3 separate regions of the Mus musculus genome follow, and regions 1 and 3 are each linked to region 2. The links are chromatin contacts, called in public HiChIP or PLAC-seq maps. All regions are on one chromosome and are shown on one strand. Each heading gives the region's core, a stretch centred on a gene start, on an enhancer-like site or on the middle of the called end of the contact. The rest is flanking DNA. Distances are from core to core; before and after follow the strand shown.

Region 1 (3,045 bases), core at 275-2,774, 430 kb before region 2:
TCCTTCTGGGATCAGAGATCCTGATCCCTGCTAACTGCTATCTGTGTGTCTTGCACATGCCCGACTGGCCAGGAAGAAAGACGCTGCAACAGGATCCTTCTGCACATGTTTATTGGGAGAGCTTGATTGCAGAGGCGAAGTGACCCCAAGCCCAGAACTGGTGCTGCTTATATAGGCCTAGGAGAGGAGTCTCTCTCATCTGATTGGTTAACTTGTCTTTCATCTGATTGGTTAACTTGTCTCTCATCTGATTGGTTAACTTGTCTCTCATCTGATTGGTTAACTTGTCTCTCATCTGATTGGTTAACTTTGGTTAATTCTCAAAACCTCGTCTTGGCAAAAGAACCTTTACTGCCTATGTATGTGTGGTGGCCAGCAGTAGCCAACTGCCACTCTGCAACTGCCACTCTGTAACTGCCACTCTGCAACGGCTTCCCACATGTGTGAGCACTAAACTGCTAAATATCCTAAAGAAACAGGACACAAGACCAGTGTCCCCGCAGGTCCAATAGTAGCCTTCCTCTAAATGGTCTTCTCTGTGTGTTTTAAATACTAACCCAGGCCAGTGGTTTGGGAACCAGTTTGATAAGCAGAATTCAAGCCCTAGGACCCACATAGTAGACAGAGAAAATCAGCTGCCCCACAGCTGATTTTCTCTAACCTCCACATATTTGGCACGAGGACCCACAAACATACATACTCACTCACAAACACAAAATAAAAATGCTTTTAAAAAAAAATGGCTTAGCAGTTAAGGGAGCACTGGCTTCACATCCAAGACCTGAGTTCGATTCCTAGCACACACAAGGTGTCTAACAACTGTCTATAACTCCAGTAACGGGGTATCAGGTCTTCTACCCTACCACCACCACCCCGGAGGCACCAGGCACACACATAATGTACACATACATGCAGCCAAAACATCCATACACATAAAATAAAAGCAAATAAGTCTAGAACCATAACTTTTAAAAAGAATTTTAAACGACTCAGCATCAGATAGCTTGGGTGATACGAGAGAAGAGCAAGATTATGAAGTTCCAAAAAGAAGAACATGACATCGAAAACCAGCCCTGTAGCCAAAGAGGACACAAACGCTACTCCCTTCGTAGTCTGTCCTTAAAAGAGTAACCACAAAGCACTCAGGTTTCCCAGACCCACGAGAATTTAATGAAGTAAACAGTGCATTTTCATAAAGTCCTAGTTGTTTAAAAAAAAAAAGTTTAAAAAAAAATAGCTGGATCTGGAAAATGAGCAGGAAAGGACGCGGGAGGCTCGTTCCCTCCAGTGCTGCAGAGTGAGGACAGGGGCAGGGGGCTGAGCAGGAGCCGGTCAGCACGCATGGTGGACGTGGGACGAGCTCTCCAGGGCAGCGAGGATGCCCACGACGGCGACGGCGGGAGGCCGGATCCCGGGCGGGCGAAGCGGGGCGGGCAGCGGGCTGACTCTCCGCCCCGGGGAGGGCTCCCACGGAGCACCGGGCGGGGCAGCGGCTTTAAGGGTTGGCCTCCGGGACCCGGACTGCTCACTCGCGCGCTCGCATCCAGCCACCTTATGATGGAGCGGCCGCCGCGCGCCCTGCTGCTGGGTGCAGCCGGACTGCTGCTCCTGCTCCTGCCCCTCTCCTCTTCCTCCTCTTCGGATGCCTGCGGCCCGTGCGTGCCGGCCTCCTGCCCCGCGCTGCCCCGGCTCGGCTGCCCGCTGGGTGAGACCCGCGACGCGTGCGGGTGCTGCCCGGTGTGTGCTCGCGGCGAGGGTGAGCCGTGCGGGGGCGGCGCGGCCGGCAGGGGGCACTGCGCGCCGGGCATGGAGTGCGTGAAGAGCCGCAAGAGGCGGAAGGGTAAAGCCGGGGCAGCAGCCGGCGGTCCCGCGACCCTCGCCGTGTGCGTGTGCAAGAGCCGCTACCCGGTGTGCGGCAGCAACGGCATCACCTACCCCAGCGGCTGCCAGCTGCGCGCTGCCAGCCTGCGCGCCGAGAGCCGCGGGGAGAAGGCCATCACCCAGGTCAGCAAGGGCACCTGCGAGCAAGGTGGGCACCAGCGCCTTCCCCGCCCACTCCTTCCTCCTCCCCCGCCGCCGCAGAGCATTCCTGGAGACCCGCGGGAGGGAGGAGTTGATGGCTAACCCGGTGTCCCGAGCCAGGAGAAACGCCTCCCTGGTTCTCTTGGCATGGTTTTATTTGGAGTTGCCTGTGTGCGCCAAGAAAGTGAGAAATCGCAGTAACGGGTGTAAATATAGAAAAGATTTTCCGAGACTCCGAGGCACAGTTTACCCAACTAGCCTGCAGGGCAAGTTTCAAACGCCTCCACACTCTTAAAAACCTTTCTCGTCGTTCTTTCTTTCTTTTGGGTGTGTACAGAAAGATGGGTAGACAGGGTTAGCAGAAAAATGCAAAGGAAAGATGTTCAGAAAGTCGATTTACTAACAAGATAATTCTTTAAGTTGAAGTTCATATTAATATTCAAGTACTGGCGTTTCCAATTCTCAAGCGGTAACCTAGCTAGAACATTATACTTGAGGGTTAAAAGAAACACAAACGCTTTGATGTTGTGAATCCTCTGACCATGTTGTTTTTCTTCTCGGGCCTTGGTTATGTTTTTTCATAATTTGTCCACAGGATGCAAGGTTCCGCTGGAATGGCTTTGACATTGGGTTTGTCTATTGTATCCCATACTAATCCAAACTTGCACAAATGAAGTTGGAAAAAAGTCTGAGGTTGGGGGGAAGAAAGAAATCAGAAACTTTAACTCCTAGTGCCTGAAATAACATTTTCCATGAGCAGTCGTTTCGAGGGAAAGTTAGAGTCCTGCTCTGGCAGCTGCTGCCCCGGCTTCAGCCAAGGTAGGAGGGGAGGGGAGGAATGTCAGCTGTTGCATCTTGAACACAGTTCAGGCTTTCTCCAGCCTTTCCAAGGAACAGTTCTTTCTTGACAGTTTTTCCCAGAAATCCCTATGCAAATAGGCTGTGTGCCATTCGCTTCAAAGTTCACCATTGAAAGCCTTAAGTGGTATAACTCACAGTTACCCATGTAGGATATTACCACCG
Region 2 (3,241 bases), core at 217-2,716:
GCTCACAACCACTCGTAATGAGATCTGATGCCCTCTTCTGGTGCATCTGAAGTCAGCTACAGTGTACTTAGATATAATAATAAATAAATCTTTTGTTAAAAAAAAAGTACAATGTAGACATGATTTATCTTTAGAGTGTTCTAAAGAAATATTCAAAATTTCCCTTTCCCATAAAGAGATCAAAGGGAAATACAAAGAACTCAGGCGGCCACGGCTCTATGCCAACAGCGTGTCAAGTGTCAAAATGACTAGGACCATGGTTCCCCTCGCTCCTAGTCAACCACAGGAATCCAATTCTCACTTTACGAGTCGTCGAAGGGACTTCTAGAAATTAATAGACAGGGCTGAAGGGACAGTCTTGGCTGATCAAAGAAGTGCTACAGAGTTTTATACCGATACTAAATATTGGTTGTAGGCCCACTGAAGGGCTAAAGTGAATTCAAGTAAGTTTGGCAATCATCAATTCTAATTAGTAGCTGTCTTCCTTAATGCACTGTGGCCACTGTCACTACTTTTATAGGAACTCAGGAACCCGAAGGTTTAAAGTGTATATTACTGTGATAGCCTTTATGTAACTGGGGCTTTGTACAGCTGAAGGGTTTCATAGTTACATCACCAAACCTGACACACACAGGTGTATCTACTGTACAAAATATAGCACGGCCATATTACAGGCACATAGTGATGAATAACAACTTATGGAATCTCATACTGAAGGCAACTAAAATTTGAAATTATAACTTATGGGGGCTAAAAATGCAGGTTAGTTTCCTTACGTTATTTTAAATGTTGGGACGCTCACTCACTCACTCTCTGGCTAAACACTACGGGGAAGACTTTGTGCGTGGAAATGAATAACGACTTGATATTCACACCTTTCCAATCTGCAACGCTTCCACCTTGTCTGCAACAGAGCGGATGCTACGTGTCCAGACAGGTTTCCTTCCCCGGCCCCAGCCCCAGTCAACAAGTTTCCTCCATGACACTGTCCTGATCCCTTCACTCAAGATGAACGAAGAAAAGTCAATCTGACATCTTTGCAAAATCCCGCCGCGGAGACGACACGAAAAACATTTTGGGAAGCGGTTCCGGACGCCATGGTCTCTTTAAGTCCCCCCTCCCCCTCGCGCCCGGTCTCGCGGGGACAGAGGGAAGTACACGTGGCCTTAAGCGACCGAGCTCGGGCCGCCGGTGGCCGTGGGACAGCGACCCGCCCCCGGGCTTGGGGCCGAGCCTGAGGACGCAGCGATCCCCCTCCGCGCTGTGCCGAGGGGTCGCACGCTCGACCCAGGAGATGTCCTCCTCCCGACAACCCGGGCCGCCGGGACACTTACTCTTGTTGACAGTCTTGAGGGCACGCGTGAAGTCGCTGTTCTGCCCATAACGGTTCACCTCACTCCACAGCGCAGGGACTGACACCCCACCACTGCCGCCGCTCGCCATCTTGGAGGAGGTGGGGGTGAGGTGGGGGAGGGGGGTGGGAGGAGCAGGGCGACCTCTGCCCCGGAAGAGGATCTCGAAGTTGGCTCGGCGAAGGAGGAAGTTGATGGTTGCTAGGCGGCCGGGAGTCGCGAGCTGGTCTGTCCCAGAGCTAGCGTCAGAAATCGGTTTTTAATTTTTTCTGTCTTGCGGCAAGACATTTGTTTGCCTGACGCCCTTACTCCTAATCCAAAGGTGACTGGAGGTAGGAGGGGTCAGATTCAGAAGGCGCTCGCCGAAACTGTTAGCCCCAAGCCGCCGGCATTCTGGGGAGACCCCTGTGCTCCGACTGTGGCCGGGCGACAGTCTTTGGGAGAGAAAACTCCCGGTTCTTCGGGTGGTAGGAGGGGTACCTAATTTAAGGAACCGTAGAGAGGCTCTTGAAGGCGGCAGGTAGAGCCACAGCTGCTCATGGGTGCTTCGGGATTGCCATTTTAGGACACGAGCGGTGATTAGAACCTGGGACTAAATCTAGAAGTGAAGATAGGTCTGGGACTGACAAAAATACAGTGAACGGCACTGTTTAACCTCCCTTTGAGATCTAGTTTCAGGAGCAGTGTGGGCTGGAAGCCCGAGGAGATGAGAAGGACCAGGTTCTGAGGTGAGTATATTGACTTAGGTAGATGTCATACAATAAACTACGTCCTGGAGGCCTTCCTTAATGTACTTTAAGGAAACCTGTTCTTGCAGCCTAGCCAGTACACATTCTGCTTCCAAGGCTCGACTTCCTTGTGGAGAAGACCCGTGCATACTATGTAAGTGGTCTTAGCATTCAGCTACACCCTCTACAAGATTACACCATCTACAAGGCTCTCTATTCCTGAGTATTGATCCTTAAGTCCCCTCTCTTTGAACGACCTATAGTCCTAAGACCAGAGACCTTATTTACTTTGCTTACTACCTGGGAGACCTGAACCAAACCTTCCTTCACTTCCCCTAGACTCAACCTAATGTTCTCTTAATGTTGCTACTTAGGTTTTAAACCACCTATCTACTTCCTGTTTCTTGCCTGAGTCAAGTGCTGAAACGCTAGCTGATTGTCATATGTGTGGTCAGTATGATACATCAGACTGAACTTAAAAGAGTTTCTTTTGGGTCATGATTTCATAGATTTCAGCCACAGTAGGTTGGCTTTGTTGCTTTGGAACCTCAGTGAGGTGCTTCATCATGATGGAAATCATGTCGTAGTGGCCCTAAGCCGCTCACCTAATGGTTACTGGGAAGGAAGAAGCTGGAGAAGCCACAGACAAAATGTCAAGTTTTTAAAAAGTACACTCACGCTAGGCACCATCTCCTACAGCTGTGACCCCGCCAGGGGGGTTACAAATTAGATATTTAAATTACTATTCATAGCAATAGCAAATTTAGTTATGAAAGTAGCAACAAAATAATTCTATGGTGGTGGCTGTGGGGTCACCACAACATGAAGAACTGTATTAATGGGTCATGGCATTAGGAAGGTTGAGAACCACTGGCCTAGACGTTCCACCACCTTTAAACAGTGCCAAAGGAGCCTTGACAAAACACCCAAGACCCCAACTATAGTGTATTTCCCAGCTGCTGAACATGCAGTCGTCTATTAAATCACCCAGTGCTGTGTCCCCATCTTTGGGAATTTGCACTTTTATTCATTCAGTGAGTATCTCAGTGCTATGTGCATGCCTGTACTAGGAATTTACAGTTGCTGAGGTAAATAAGATGTCCAGTGTCCTTGGATTATGTATTTCCTAGTTAGATGAGATAGACAATAAACAACAATATA
Region 3 (2,944 bases), core at 155-2,654, 310 kb before region 2:
ATTTTTATCGATCTAAACAAGTAACTAAAAATTAGGAACTACCGTGAAAAGAAAACCCAACAGGTTGTAGGCAGACAAGGCAAGTGGTGTGTTCCACCATCTTACCCTTCTCCTTGCACCTGCCTGCACGAGCTAGTTACATATCTGTCCTCTTACATTAACTCCCGAGGATTTGCTAAGATTTATGCAACAAACACTAAATAGATGTACAGTCCTAAGAAAAAGAATGTTACTGAAAACTCAGCCTTGGAGACTAATTAAAGCAAGCTTGCGTTTGTCTACAAATTAAAATTGCATGCTCACAAAGTCTGCACGGTGCTTCTGCCGAGGCTCAGCTACTCCTGCTCCTCCCGCTCCTCCTGCTCCTCCTGCTCCTCAGCTGCTTCTTCTAGGAAGTACACATTCACCAAGTGGCGATTGAGGTGTTTGCTATAATCTTTTTCCTTTCTAAAAGAACGATCACAGAAAATACACACAAACTCTCCCTCAGTCACTTTACCAGCCAACCCTGCCTTCCCATTTTTTGACGTAGCTTCTGGTGGTGTCGGCCGAGCCCCGTGCAGTCCTGAGTCGTCACTCCCCTCAGACATGTTGTCACTCAGGTCACTTCCATCATGGCTATGGATGCCTTCATCTTCATCAATTTCCTGAGACTCGTTTTCAGCCAACGTGATAGGAGGGGAGGCCACTACAGCTGGTGACCCTGCGTCACGGTCCACTGTTGGGGTAGGAGGGGACACTGGCTCTGCTGCGGAGTCTTTCATGGGGACAGTATCTGTCTTCTGCTCAGTGTCCACGTCACAAAGCCCAGAGGAGCCAGTCTGACACTTGCTGTGTGATGCTCCACCCTCTGGCATGGCTGAGTTTTGTTCAGAGGATGAAACACGGGCAGACTCCTTGAGAGCAGCCAACTCAGCTGGACTCTCTCCAGCTTCCTCTGGTCCTCCTTTCTTGAGAGGGAATACTATAGTTCCTTCCCCATCAGAGACCATTTCTTGGTCCTTGGGTGTCTCTTCCCTCGAGTTTCCCTTTGGCGATGGTGACGGTGGGGCTGGGGGGTCCTGGGCGCTCTTGTTTCCCTTCAGAAGCTTGCTGTCTCTAACAGGCACCAAGCCAACCCCCATGAGGACCTGCTCCTGCCGCGCCATCTCACTCAGCAGGCTCAGCTCCTTCTCTGCTCTGTCTTTCCGGAGAGATGATCTTTTGGTTGGCTTCACCCGAGGTGGCTCCGAGACAGGAGGGGGCTCCTCCTGAACCTGCGTAGGGGCCGTCTGAGCAACCTCAATCTGAGCGGGCTCCACGGGAGAAGGCAGCTCCTTCTGACAATCCTCCATAGGAGGTGGCTCGGCCTGAGGCAGCTCCTCGGGGCAGGGAGGCTCCATACTGGGAGGTGGTTCCTTCTGGGAAGGCTCCGTGGGAGAAGGTTCCATCTCGGCAAGCCCCGTGGGAGGGGCAGGCTCCGTGGGAGGGGCAGGCCCCGTGGGAGGGGCAGGCCCCGTGGGAGGGGCAGGCCCCCTTTGGGGAGGCTGGGGGTAAGTGGGTGCTTCTACCTGGGGAGGTTTCGCAGGCGATGGCTCCATTTGAGCAGGCTCCACCGGAGGTGGCCCTGTTAGGGAAACCTCCATCTGGGCGGGCTCTGACTTAGCAATATCCATGGGTGAAGGAAGCTCTGTCTGAGAAGATCCTGACCCGGTGACCTCTGCCTGAATGAGGGCAGGGTCTGGAGACACCCCCACTTGAGCCAATGCCCCAGAAGAAGGTTCTGTCTGCCCCATCCCCTTTGGAGCAAGTTTGCCACCTTTTTTACTTGTCTTTGTCTTGGGCGGCGTCTTCTTTGTGCCTTTCTTAAGGGAAGCGCTTTGCTTCTTGACCCCCGGCCTCTCCTCCGCTCGGCCGCCGCCCTTTGGCACGTTGGTACCGATTTTTGATTTGCACTCAGACTTCTTTTTCTTTTTTGTCACTGGTCCCTCGTTCACAGGCTCTTCGGAGGGATGGGCCTCAGCATCCTTCTTTCTTTTGTTTTTCTTGGCTTTACAGGGCTTTTCTGGATTGTTTCCTGTTTGTCCGTCTGTGTGTTTCACCTCTGCTGCTTTAGTCTCCGCCGCCACCGCTGACTTCCGAGTCCTGGTAGTTACCTGGACCACTGAGACACTGCTACCAGGCTTCTTCTCTTTTGAAGCATCTTTTCCCACAGCTTTTACAGGTTTCTCGTTCTTCTTCCCAGACACATCCCCCTTTGTTTTTGTTTGCTCATTCTCCATCTTCTCGTTGCTGACGGCGTTATTAAGCAGGTCAGCCTCTCTCTTTTTGGTTTTCTTTAGCTTCACTTTGGAGACATCCATTGTTTTGCTGGGACAGGTGGGATGCTTAGATTTGAAATGGTATTGTAGATTACACTTCTTAGAAGCCGCGTAGTCACACACGGGGCAGTTGAACTGCCGTGGGTTAACATGCAGCTCCACGTGCTTTTTGAAGTTGCTTCTATCTGCTGTTTTGTAGTCACAGTGCGGGCAATTAAGAGGTTTAGGCCCGTTGTGAACCTGTCTTGCATGTCGGGTCACTTCATGCTGATTAGAGGCCACATAATTGCACTGATCACATTTAAATGGCTTCTCACCTAAAGGTAAAGAAGAGAAGTCAGAGATAAAAGACACAAGTCAACATTAAAATATCCTTAGGAGCTATAAACGTAAAATAAGAACAAAGAGCATTTATTGGAATGACTTGATCATGCACCTTGTATTTTCCATATTTATTTGTATAACTTTTCCCTATCTGGGATGTAGGCTTGATTTTCAAAATCAATTGGAGGAGTGATCAACATGATCTTCAAAACAGTTTAGAGTCAGCCCTCCGGCTCTACTTCAGACCAGGCTCCAGGGGAAGCAGGAACCGCTGGGACAGTCATGAGCCTGTGACGATGAGTGGGGGACAAAGCCACTCT

Evidence for each region. HiChIP or PLAC-seq counts read pairs in DNA pulled down with a chosen protein or histone mark.
Region 1: a contact with region 2 is called in a FOXA1 HiChIP or PLAC-seq map of pancreatic cancer cells. The contact joins the promoter of Igfbp7 here to the promoter of Srp72 in region 2. A contact is called at or near these places in 1 of 39 promoter capture datasets (liver), 1 of 484 Hi-C or Micro-C datasets (uterus) and 1 of 115 datasets of contacts at active chromatin or transcription factors (pancreatic cancer cells).
Region 3: an H3K4me3 HiChIP or PLAC-seq map of embryonic stem cells shows a contact between it and region 2, with 6 times the contacts expected there. The contact joins the enhancer-like site here to the promoter of Srp72 in region 2. A contact is called at or near these places in 5 of 39 promoter capture datasets (the C10 cell line, cranial neural crest, liver and 2 more), 3 of 484 Hi-C or Micro-C datasets (CD8 T cells and embryonic stem cells), 11 of 115 datasets of contacts at active chromatin or transcription factors (the SCID.adh cell line, bone marrow-derived macrophages, embryonic hindbrain and 4 more) and 4 of 9 other capture datasets (adipose tissue, embryonic stem cells, liver and 1 more).

The regions. Positions count from the first base shown.
Region 1 is chr5:77,406,524-77,409,568 of GRCm38.p6, reverse strand. It overlaps Igfbp7 (insulin-like growth factor binding protein 7), which reads left to right and starts at 1,524. Exons shown (of 5, transcript NM_008048.3): 1 at 1,524-2,029. The coding sequence starts at 1,555.
Region 2 is chr5:76,972,926-76,976,166 of GRCm38.p6, reverse strand. Srp72 (signal recognition particle 72) reads right to left here and starts at 1,466. Exons shown (of 19, transcript NM_025691.1): 1 at 1,335-1,466. The coding sequence starts at 1,443.
Region 3 is chr5:77,280,376-77,283,319 of GRCm38.p6, reverse strand. Rest (RE1-silencing transcription factor) reads right to left here. Exons shown (of 4, transcript NM_011263.2): 4 at 1-2,617. The coding sequence ends at 336. Among named protein-coding and RNA genes, the nearest start is that of Mir5098, 9.1 kb to the right of the region's middle. Within about 2 kb of position 1,404, at least 22 of the 459 cell types and tissues checked have an H3K27ac peak or open chromatin away from gene starts, as enhancers often do. A contact at or near this core is called in embryonic stem cells, where this site is marked.